Linked DNA regions of Mus musculus: regions 1 and 3 are each linked to region 2. Evidence: chromatin contacts called from public Micro-C and promoter capture Hi-C data. All regions are on one chromosome and are shown on one strand. Each heading gives the region's core, a stretch centred on a gene start, on an enhancer-like site or on the middle of the called end of the contact. The rest is flanking DNA. Distances are from core to core; before and after follow the strand shown. Region 1 holds the start of 1700120C14Rik (RIKEN cDNA 1700120C14 gene). Region 2 holds the start of B130046B21Rik (a long non-coding RNA gene). Region 3 has its middle 7.0 kb from the start of Snora34.

Evidence for each region. Promoter capture Hi-C pulls out the DNA fragments that hold promoters and counts their contacts. A called contact is a pair of places that touch in the nucleus more often than the background predicts.
Region 1: a promoter capture Hi-C map of hippocampal neurons shows a contact between it and region 2, with 2.2 times the contacts expected there. The contact joins the promoter of 1700120C14Rik here to the promoter of B130046B21Rik in region 2. A contact is called at or near these places in 1 of 39 promoter capture datasets (hippocampal neurons), 2 of 115 datasets of contacts at active chromatin or transcription factors (both in embryonic stem cells) and 1 of 9 other capture datasets (adipose tissue).
Region 3: a Micro-C map of the G1E-ER4 cell line shows a contact between it and region 2, with 4 times the contacts expected there. The contact joins the enhancer-like site here to the promoter of B130046B21Rik in region 2. A contact is called at or near these places in 11 of 39 promoter capture datasets (the 3T3-L1 cell line, 3T3-L1-derived adipocytes, the HPC-7 cell line and 7 more), 2 of 15 datasets of contacts at CTCF or cohesin (the NIH/3T3 cell line and embryonic stem cells), 42 of 484 Hi-C or Micro-C datasets (B cells, the Ba/F3 cell line, the C2C12 cell line and 22 more), 6 of 115 datasets of contacts at active chromatin or transcription factors (T-cell acute lymphoblastic leukemia, embryonic stem cells, stem cell-derived neural progenitor cells and 1 more) and 2 of 9 other capture datasets (adipose tissue and embryonic stem cells).

The regions. Positions count from the first base shown.
Region 1 is chr15:99,250,454-99,253,153 of GRCm38.p6, reverse strand. 1700120C14Rik (RIKEN cDNA 1700120C14 gene) reads right to left here and starts at 1,366. Exons shown (of 3, transcript NR_045627.2): 1 at 1,153-1,366. Mcrs1 (microspherule protein 1) reads left to right here and starts at 1,193. Exons shown (of 15, transcript NM_016766.3): 1 at 1,193-1,292; 2 at 2,572-2,691. The coding sequence starts at 2,682.
Region 2 is chr15:98,805,021-98,807,720 of GRCm38.p6, reverse strand. It overlaps B130046B21Rik (a long non-coding RNA gene), which reads right to left and starts at 1,406. Exons shown (of 3, transcript XR_003951472.1): 1 at 497-1,406. It overlaps Ddn (dendrin), which reads left to right. Exons shown (of 2, transcript NM_001013741.1): 1 at 1-116; 2 at 521-2,700. The coding sequence ends at 2,444.
Region 3 is chr15:98,511,529-98,514,228 of GRCm38.p6, reverse strand. No RefSeq gene overlaps it. Among named protein-coding and RNA genes, the nearest start is that of Snora34, 7.0 kb to the left of the region's middle. Within about 2 kb of position 1,303, at least 182 of the 459 cell types and tissues checked have an H3K27ac peak or open chromatin away from gene starts, as enhancers often do. A contact at or near this core is called in 3T3-L1-derived adipocytes, B cells, the C2C12 cell line and 13 more, where this site is marked.

The DNA of each region.
Region 1 (2,700 bases), core at 117-2,616, 450 kb before region 2:
TTTGAACTCCAGACCTTTGGAAGAGCAGTCGGGTGCTCTTACCCACTGAGCCATCTCACCAGCCCCTCATCTCATAACTTTCAAGTCACTGTCTATTACCGAGGAAAGTTGGGGCAAGAACCTCAAGGCAGGCACTGCTTAGACCTCCCACATCTATCCAAACAAGAAAACACACCCCAGACTTGCCTACCAACCAGTCTGAAGGAGGCATTTTCTCAACTGAGCGCGAAGATTCTAGCTAGTTTCAAGTTGACAAACCTCTAACAAGCACACTGTATACCAGAAAACTTTGTTTTGGGAGCGATAAAGCAAATACATGCTCGTTAAATAAGTAACAGTATATTATGAAGAGAAGACTTGCAACTTGTCAGGGTCGTCCATTTGACACTTAAGTTCAGGATGTCAGGCACGCTGGGCAAACGCTCTTCCCGGAAGCTCCTCCAGCCAGAGCTGCTCCACTTTTGTGCCCCTCAAAGAAGGCATGAAAGAGCTATTAGAGCCCAGTCTCCCTAGCTTTCCCGGGCATCTCTCACGGCCCCAAAGTCTGGACGTCTCCTGTTCTCTGGGAACTAGTTCTTTCTTTCAAAACAGTTTCCTCAGGGAACACTGTCCTCTGAAAAGGATTCGGTTGGTTTGCTGGCTACCCACGACTGACCCCAGCAGTCTAGATGGAGTTCTTCTGGCGTAAGCAACTGGCGCCGCTCCTTCTAAGGAGTGTTTCCTTAGGAACGCGGCCACCATCCTGCATCTCCCCCTTAGACAGGAATTTTCGGGATCGTACTGTACGCCACAGTTAGAGCAAACTCTCCAACATGTTCCTCCAGTCCTGTGCTTAGCAAAGAGCCTGACCGAATCCCTTATCTGAAAACACTGGCAGATAAAACAATACAAGATTTGGTCCAGAGAGACCTACCAAGGTTAGTGCTAATTACGAATGCACGGCGGCCCCGCCCCTCCCAGCGTCGCCTGGGCGGGGTCTCAGCACAAGCCCCGCCCTCCCGCTGCGTTTTCCAACACGGAAACCTCCGCGGTTCCTATAATTAACACTGCCTGGTGCCTCCCTAAGCGCTTCTGCCAACCGGGAAAGCTGTATTTCCGGCTCCCCGCAAAATGGTTTCCACTAAGGCGCACGGCCACGCCCCTTCCACTTACGGGTCCAGGACGAACCGGAAGAGATCGTCCAACCCTTCGTTCGCAACCCGGAAGTAGATGTGTCTCACGGAAGCCGGCTTTGGCCCTGCGGCTCCTGCCGTCGCCGCGGAGAAATTGTTGGAGCTGGCAGCCTAGGAATGGTGAGACCCCGCGACTCGTCTCCTAGTGTTCTGAGTAGACCTGGAGGGTGAAGTGGAGTTTCCCAACGTGCCTCGGGGCACAACCCCACAACAAGATTTGGGGCCCCGCCCCGGTATCGCCCCGAAAAATCTGCGCATGCGTAAGTCCGATCAGGCCAGGCTCTGGCCTGCGGTGTTACGCATGCGCACAGGTGGCATGCTTGAGGTGGGATGAGAATTGTCTGGGAGTTGGTCCTGGTTCGCTACCACCGGCCTGTGGGCCTCAGAGCCAGATGGCGAGATCGATGCAGTAGTATGGAGCCGAAGAGTTGACTAAATTACCACTGCTCCCCAGAGTCCCTGAAACAGACCTGCACTGATCCCTCACCTTGGGGGTGCCCTGTCGGGAGGAGGGAAGGGAAGGAGGGCAAGCACTTTGCCTTAGTTGCTCGTGGGACTGGACACCTGCACCCCCCTTCTGTGGTACCCACGGAGCTGGTCGTGGAGCGTCCTTAAAGGCAGAGCCAGAACTTTGCTCTACGAGACGCCGGAGTCAGGAGGGGCGGGGCTGCCAAAGCGCTGGGTATTCATACAGTTCCCAAACCACGTTTGAATCGTCCGAAGGAACCACCCGCTTTAGTAAAAGCTGCAAATGGAAGGGAAAGCAAAAGGGTAGCGAGATAGTGGGATTCCATCTACCTTCCCAGGCTGTGGCCTGGGGGCAGGCTGGTGCTGCTGATTTGAGTAGACAGGCAAAGGAAAACAAATGAGTCAGGAATCCCTTGACCCTTTCTGGTTAACGTTCCAAATGCTTAATTTAGGATTCACTGGTAAAATTAAGAGAGATCTCTGAGCCTAATACGTTTTTTCCCACATCTTTTTATCATTCACACAAAGGCCTCAGTGACTCCCACATAGCTACTTATATTTTTTGTTTTTATTGTTTGGAGCAGAGGCTCACCATTATATAGATAGCCCTGGCTTGCTCTGTAGACGAGGCTGGCCTTAAAGTCAACAGAGATCCACCTGCCTCTACCTCTACCTCTACCTCTACCTCTACCTCTACCTCTACCTCTACCTCTACCTCTACCTCCGCCTCCACATGCTGGGATTAACTGTCAGAGCCATCAGACCAGGTAATAGCTACTAATGGTTAGGTGCAATTGAGAGTAGAGCTCTTTTGCCTCTTCCCACTACCTCAGACAGGGTGCACGAGTGCACGAGGATAAGGGATTGGTCAGTCAGTAGGTTTGGCCTGTTGGAAACCCGAGCCTGAGGGAGCCTTACCTCTCCTTCCCAGACTCTCTTCTCAGCATCCAAGCTCGCTTGGTCAGAACCCTTGGATGAGCCTGTGGGACCCTTCCTCCTAGCCCTGTGGTTTGGAGCCGGAGGCTTTGGGACTGTGAGAGGATGGACAAAGGTAGTGTGA
Region 2 (2,700 bases), core at 157-2,656:
AAGCTGTTGGTGATTGAAGTGAAGACTATTTCCTGTCATTATAGTCGTCGCGCTCCTTCTCGACAGTCCATGGACATCCAGGCCAGCTACTGGGCCCGTGGGCCCCAGAGCCGCACGTGAGTGAAGGAGGGGTGAGGGGCAGCAAGTGGTGGGGCGGGAAGTGGGGTCCAGACCTCCCCGCTGGCACCAGCAATTGCTGCTGTTCCCTTCTCTTTCCCGCGCCTCCCTCCCCCCACTCGTCGAGGACTGGGGCCTGAATCATTGAGCGCTGTTTAGGGGGACAGGAGTACTAGTGGCAGGCGGTGAGATGGGGGCAGTCGCTGTTAAAGTGTGCATGGAGAGATGGCGAGGAGTCTCATTTCGACTTTAGCCCTAACATATACGCACGTGCACTCGCTCAGACACTCACACGAACCCTCCCACATGGCTGCCCCAAGTGGTCTCCAGTGCTCCCAGCTCCCCGGACCTCGGCTCTCTGTCCCCGCAAACTGCTCACCTGGGTTCCTGCTCATTGTCCCAGGTGTAGGCTGCGCCCGGGATCCCCTGAGCCGCCACCCCGCCGACCCTGGGCCTCCAGGGTGCTGCAGGAGGCAACCAACTGGCGGGCGGGCCCCCCCGCCGAGGTCCGAGCCCGGGAACAAGAGAAAAGAAAGGCGGCGTCGCAGGAGCGGGAGGCCAAGGAGACCGAGAGAAAAAGGCGCAAGGCTGGCGGGGCCCGACGGAGTCCCCTAGGTCAGCCCCGCCCAGAGCCCCGGAACGCCCTTCGGGCAGCCCAACCTACAGGGTTTCCAGTTTTCTCCAGACCAGAGCGCTTCGGGCAGGTGGGGCGAGCGCCCCGACCATCCGTGCTCCCGCAGGGTGACCCAGGGGTTGCATGGGCGGGGCCATGGGGAGGCAGAAGGCCAGGGCCCCCTAGCTACGAGGCTCACCTGCTGTTGAGAGGCTCTGCAGGCACAGCCCCAAGGCGCCGCTGGGACCGGCCGCCACCCTATGTGGCTCCACCTTCTTATGAAGGTCCCCACAGGACCCTGGGGACTAAGCGAGGCCCGGAGCTCTCCCGGGCGCCCACCTCATCAGCCCCAGTTCCAGCCACCACCAGGACAGAGGGAGGGCGCACGAAGAAGAGGCTGGATCCTCGAATCTACCGGGATGTTCTAGGAGCTTGGGGTCTCAGACAGGGACGGGGACTCTTAGGAGGTGCTCCAGGCTGTACAGCAGCCAGAGCTAGGCCAGAGTCTTGCAAAGGGGCTATAGAGAAAAGCTCAGGCCTAGTTGCTGCTGGCCTGAACAGTGCTGGCGATAGTCATTCCCAAGGCAAAACGACTGGCGGTCCAGGCACGGACGCAGCTCTCTCTAGGTCCGCGATCAGCAGCCCACCTCGTCCTGTTCCCAGGTCCAGGCAGCACCTCAGGGGGTCAAGGAAAGGGAAAGAAGGAAGTGAGCAGATATGGCTTCCCACGTGTTGGCTTGCCTCCCCTAAAAAGCCTCCAGTTAGGCACAGCCAGACGCTCCCTAGACCCTGGGCTCCTGGAGGCACCGGGTGGAAAGAGTCCCTGGGTCAAAGAGAGGGGGCAGAACATGAGACCCTGGAAGTTTGGAAGGTGACCCGCCGTGCCCACACCCTGCCCCGCATTTCCCGAGGTCCCGCTGGTAGAGAAGGCATCTTTGTCATTGACGCCACATGCGTGGTGATAAAGTCCCAGTACGTTCCGACCCCTCGAACCCAGCAGGGTCAGCTCGTGCCCTCTGGGGAGTCGTGCAGTGTGAGCGACAGCCTTAGTCAACCCAAGCCCTGTCACGAGGAGGAGGGCGAGGGGGCCGCTGCCAACCCTTCAGTTTGCCAAAAGCGACTGTTGAGCAGTCGAGTCTTAAACCAACCGAGCGAGGGTCGCGAGTGCGAGGCCGAGGTCGGACAGCAGGGGGATTCTTCATTGGAGGAGCGCTCCTCCAGCGGTTTGGGGTTCCCTGTCGGAGAAGTGAACCCGCGAGACGCCCCCACGCAGCCAGGTAGCCAAGAGCACCCGACCTTAGGCCCAGCGGCTCCGGTATGCGCCGGCAGCTTGAAGGGCTCAGAAGCGGCTGGTGTCCCGCGGCGCGCGGGCGGGGGCTGGGCGCGGACTCCAGGGCCCTACGCCGGGGCGTTGCGAGAAGCCGTGTCCCGCATCCGCCGCCACACCGCCCCAGATTCGGACTCAGACGAAGCGGAGGATCTCAGCGTCCATAGCGGCTCCTCTGATGGAAGCGACACAGACGCCCCAGGCGCCTCCTGGCGGAATGAGAGGACCCTGCCTGCGCTTGGGAACACCCGGCCCAGGGAAGGCGGGAAGACAGCAGGGCTGAGCGACAGTATCCGGGAGATTGTGGATGTCATCAGTCAAACCGAGGAAGGCTTCATCCGAGAGGACACCAGGAAAACGCCACAGGGAAATAGAGAGAGGGAGTGAGCGATGCCCCTCTTTGTTCTCGTGTCGCTCAGCCCATCCACCCTGGGCTCACCTGCTCCTTCTCTCTCTCCAGGCTTCGTTTGCTTCCTTTTCTTCTTTCCCACCTATACCTGTTCCCACACTTGAAACAGAGGAGAGAGGAGGAACCAGGGAAGGTAGCGTCTGCCAACTCAAGGGTTAGTTTCAGGGAAAGTGTGGGTGGGCCATCCACACCTGCTACATTCGGTGTGGAACTGTTCCGACAGAGAAAGAGAAG
Region 3 (2,700 bases), core at 54-2,553, 290 kb after region 2:
CTGTAACTTCAGTTCTAGTGAGAGGCCAAATCTTGTAAGTTCAGACTCCATTTTAGAGACCCTGACCTGAGTTTGAACTCAGGTAAACTGACAGGCTGGTACCTAGCATGAGTTTCCAAGTTGCCCCCCAACAAAACCCGAGCCTAGCTCTAGTCTCTAGGGTAATCCCCAACAAGACCAGCATTTCCAGGTTATTCCCCCAACAAACCTGCACCCCCAGGTTACAAGCCCACCCCCTGCCTAACGACCACCAATGCAGAGGGGAGCAGAATCTAAGTTTATGATGTGACTCCCAGCACCAGCCAATTATGCTAAAGGCCACAGGAGCTTGCCAATGAGATGCTTGCACACACACTCCCTGCTTGCTGCTTACTCTAAAGTCTTGCTTCATAGACATTCGGGGCTCCCCCACTACCAAAACCATCCTGAGTGATGGTGGTGCATTGGGGAGGCCTGAGCTAGCTCGAATAAAGACCCTGCTGTGAGTTACATCAGATTGGCTCCTGTCTGGTTTTTTTGGGGGGATCACTAACACTTCCCTGGCACAACACTATGGGGTCCAGTGCCCTCCTCTGACCTCTGAGATCATCAGGCATGCACATGGTGCACAGACATGTCTGAAGGTGAAATACCTATACTCATATAATTTTAAAAAATAATAAAAATAACAAAATTAATGATTATAAATCCCTTTGGGTGTGTCGAGGATCCTGTAGCCCAGTGGTTATCAGCCTTGGGGGTGGGCCAAGCAATCCTTTCACAGGGGCTAAATATCAGATATCAGACAGCCTGCATACCGGATATTTACATTGTTATTATCAGATGTTACATTACATCAGATTCATAACAGTAGCAAAACTAGTTATGAAGTAGCAACAAAATAATTTTATGTTTAGGACTCACTACACAGAAGGACGCCTAAGGAAGTGTATTAAAGGGTCACAGCGTTAGGAATGCAGAGGTCTGCAGCTGTCGCTGTTTTTGAGACCCGATCTTGCTGTGTAACCCTGCTGGTCTGGGGCTTGTCATGTGGCCCCGGGTGACCCCTAAGCCTACATTTGTCTTCTTGCCTTGGCCTCTCGAGCCCTGGCACGAACTGCAGCTCTGTTTCCTCTTGGTGAGAAATCTAGGTTTCCATTCCTCTTTCACAACGGACTTTCTGTTATGGCTATGTCTTCAAAATTTCCATCTACATTTTTTTTTTTAACACTGAGAGAATTCCAGGAACCTGAACAGAGCAGCTGGGCCCCGTGCCCTGTACTTCTTGCCAAGCCTGCCGACGGAATGCGGAGGGTGACTTTTGCTGTGCGTGACAGTGACCACACCATCTGTCTCTAGCCGTGTCTCTCCTGAACTATTCACATTTCACAAACGTGACTAAGTCACTTGTGCGTCATCCTTTTTGCACATTGCCCTCCCGGCTTTAAACAGTAACAACAGCAGAATTGCAGAGAGCGGAGACTTACCTGAGTACTTGGTCCTTATGGCTGAATGCCTCCCATTAGTCCCTCAGGAATGGTCTCTCGAGGGTGGTGGGGGTGGGTGGGTGGGTGGGGGTGGGTGGGTGGGTGGGGCAGTTCAACAGCTGATATTTGCTCCATCCCCAAGGCAGGGTGGCTTAGTACTGGTCTGGCACACAGAGGTCCAGAAGGTTCCTGGGGAGCTGTTGGTACCTAGTCTTGATGACAACTTATAAATACTGATTCTGACATCAGAGAGAATCATCCGTATCCCAGGCAAACAAACTCATGGCGAGAGGGAAGGCCAGAAGGAACAAAGGGGAGATAACGTCCTACCAAAACAACCTTTTTATCGGAGCTGCTACCAGGCCCACCCACAATCAGGGGAGGGCCTTCCCACACCAGTCAGATCAACTTCTTCAGAACATGTCTTCAGGCGAGGCTCCGTATTCGGTGATTCTAATCTGCGACAAGTTGACATTAAAACCAACCATAATATTTTTATTTTATAGATTCAGAATTAGCATCTATAGTAATATGTGCGTAAACTCGACACTGGTGGATTTATATAGGGAGAAGAGAGTAATTAGATTAAATTTTGAATAAGAATCTAATTCTGGAGCTGGAGAGATGGCTCAGTGGTTAAGAGCACTGGCTGCTTTTCCAGAGGTGCCCAGTTTCCCAGCAACCACAGGGTGGCTCACAACTATCTGTAATGTGATCTTTTGCTCTCTTCTGGCTTGCAAGCATACATGTAGGCGGAACATTGTATACATAATAAATAAATAAATAGGTCTTAAAAAAGAGAATCTAATCCTGTCAGTTAATAGTCAGATTGTTCTATGAGTGGACTAAATTCCTTTTATCACGGCACGTTTAGTCCTGTCATCAGGAGGCAGAGGTAGGCAGGTCTCTGAGTTCGAGGCAAATCTATTCTACAGAGCAAGTTCCAGGACAGCCAGGGCTACACAGAGAAACCGTTTCAAAAGCAAAAGCAAAAAAAAAAAAAAAAACCTAAACAAACAGAAAAATCTTTCACCTCCTCTAAGGCCAGGAAGCCTCACTTAAATTTCCATTTGTGGTAAACAATCACAAAGTAAGGATGTTGGAAGCGTGTTCATAACTCAAGGACTGCCTGTGCCTGTAGCTCAGAGGCAGAGCACACATGTGCCATGGGACTATCTATCCCTAACGCCGGGGAAGAAAGCAATGCGAGCCCACCCACGGAAGTACAGAATCC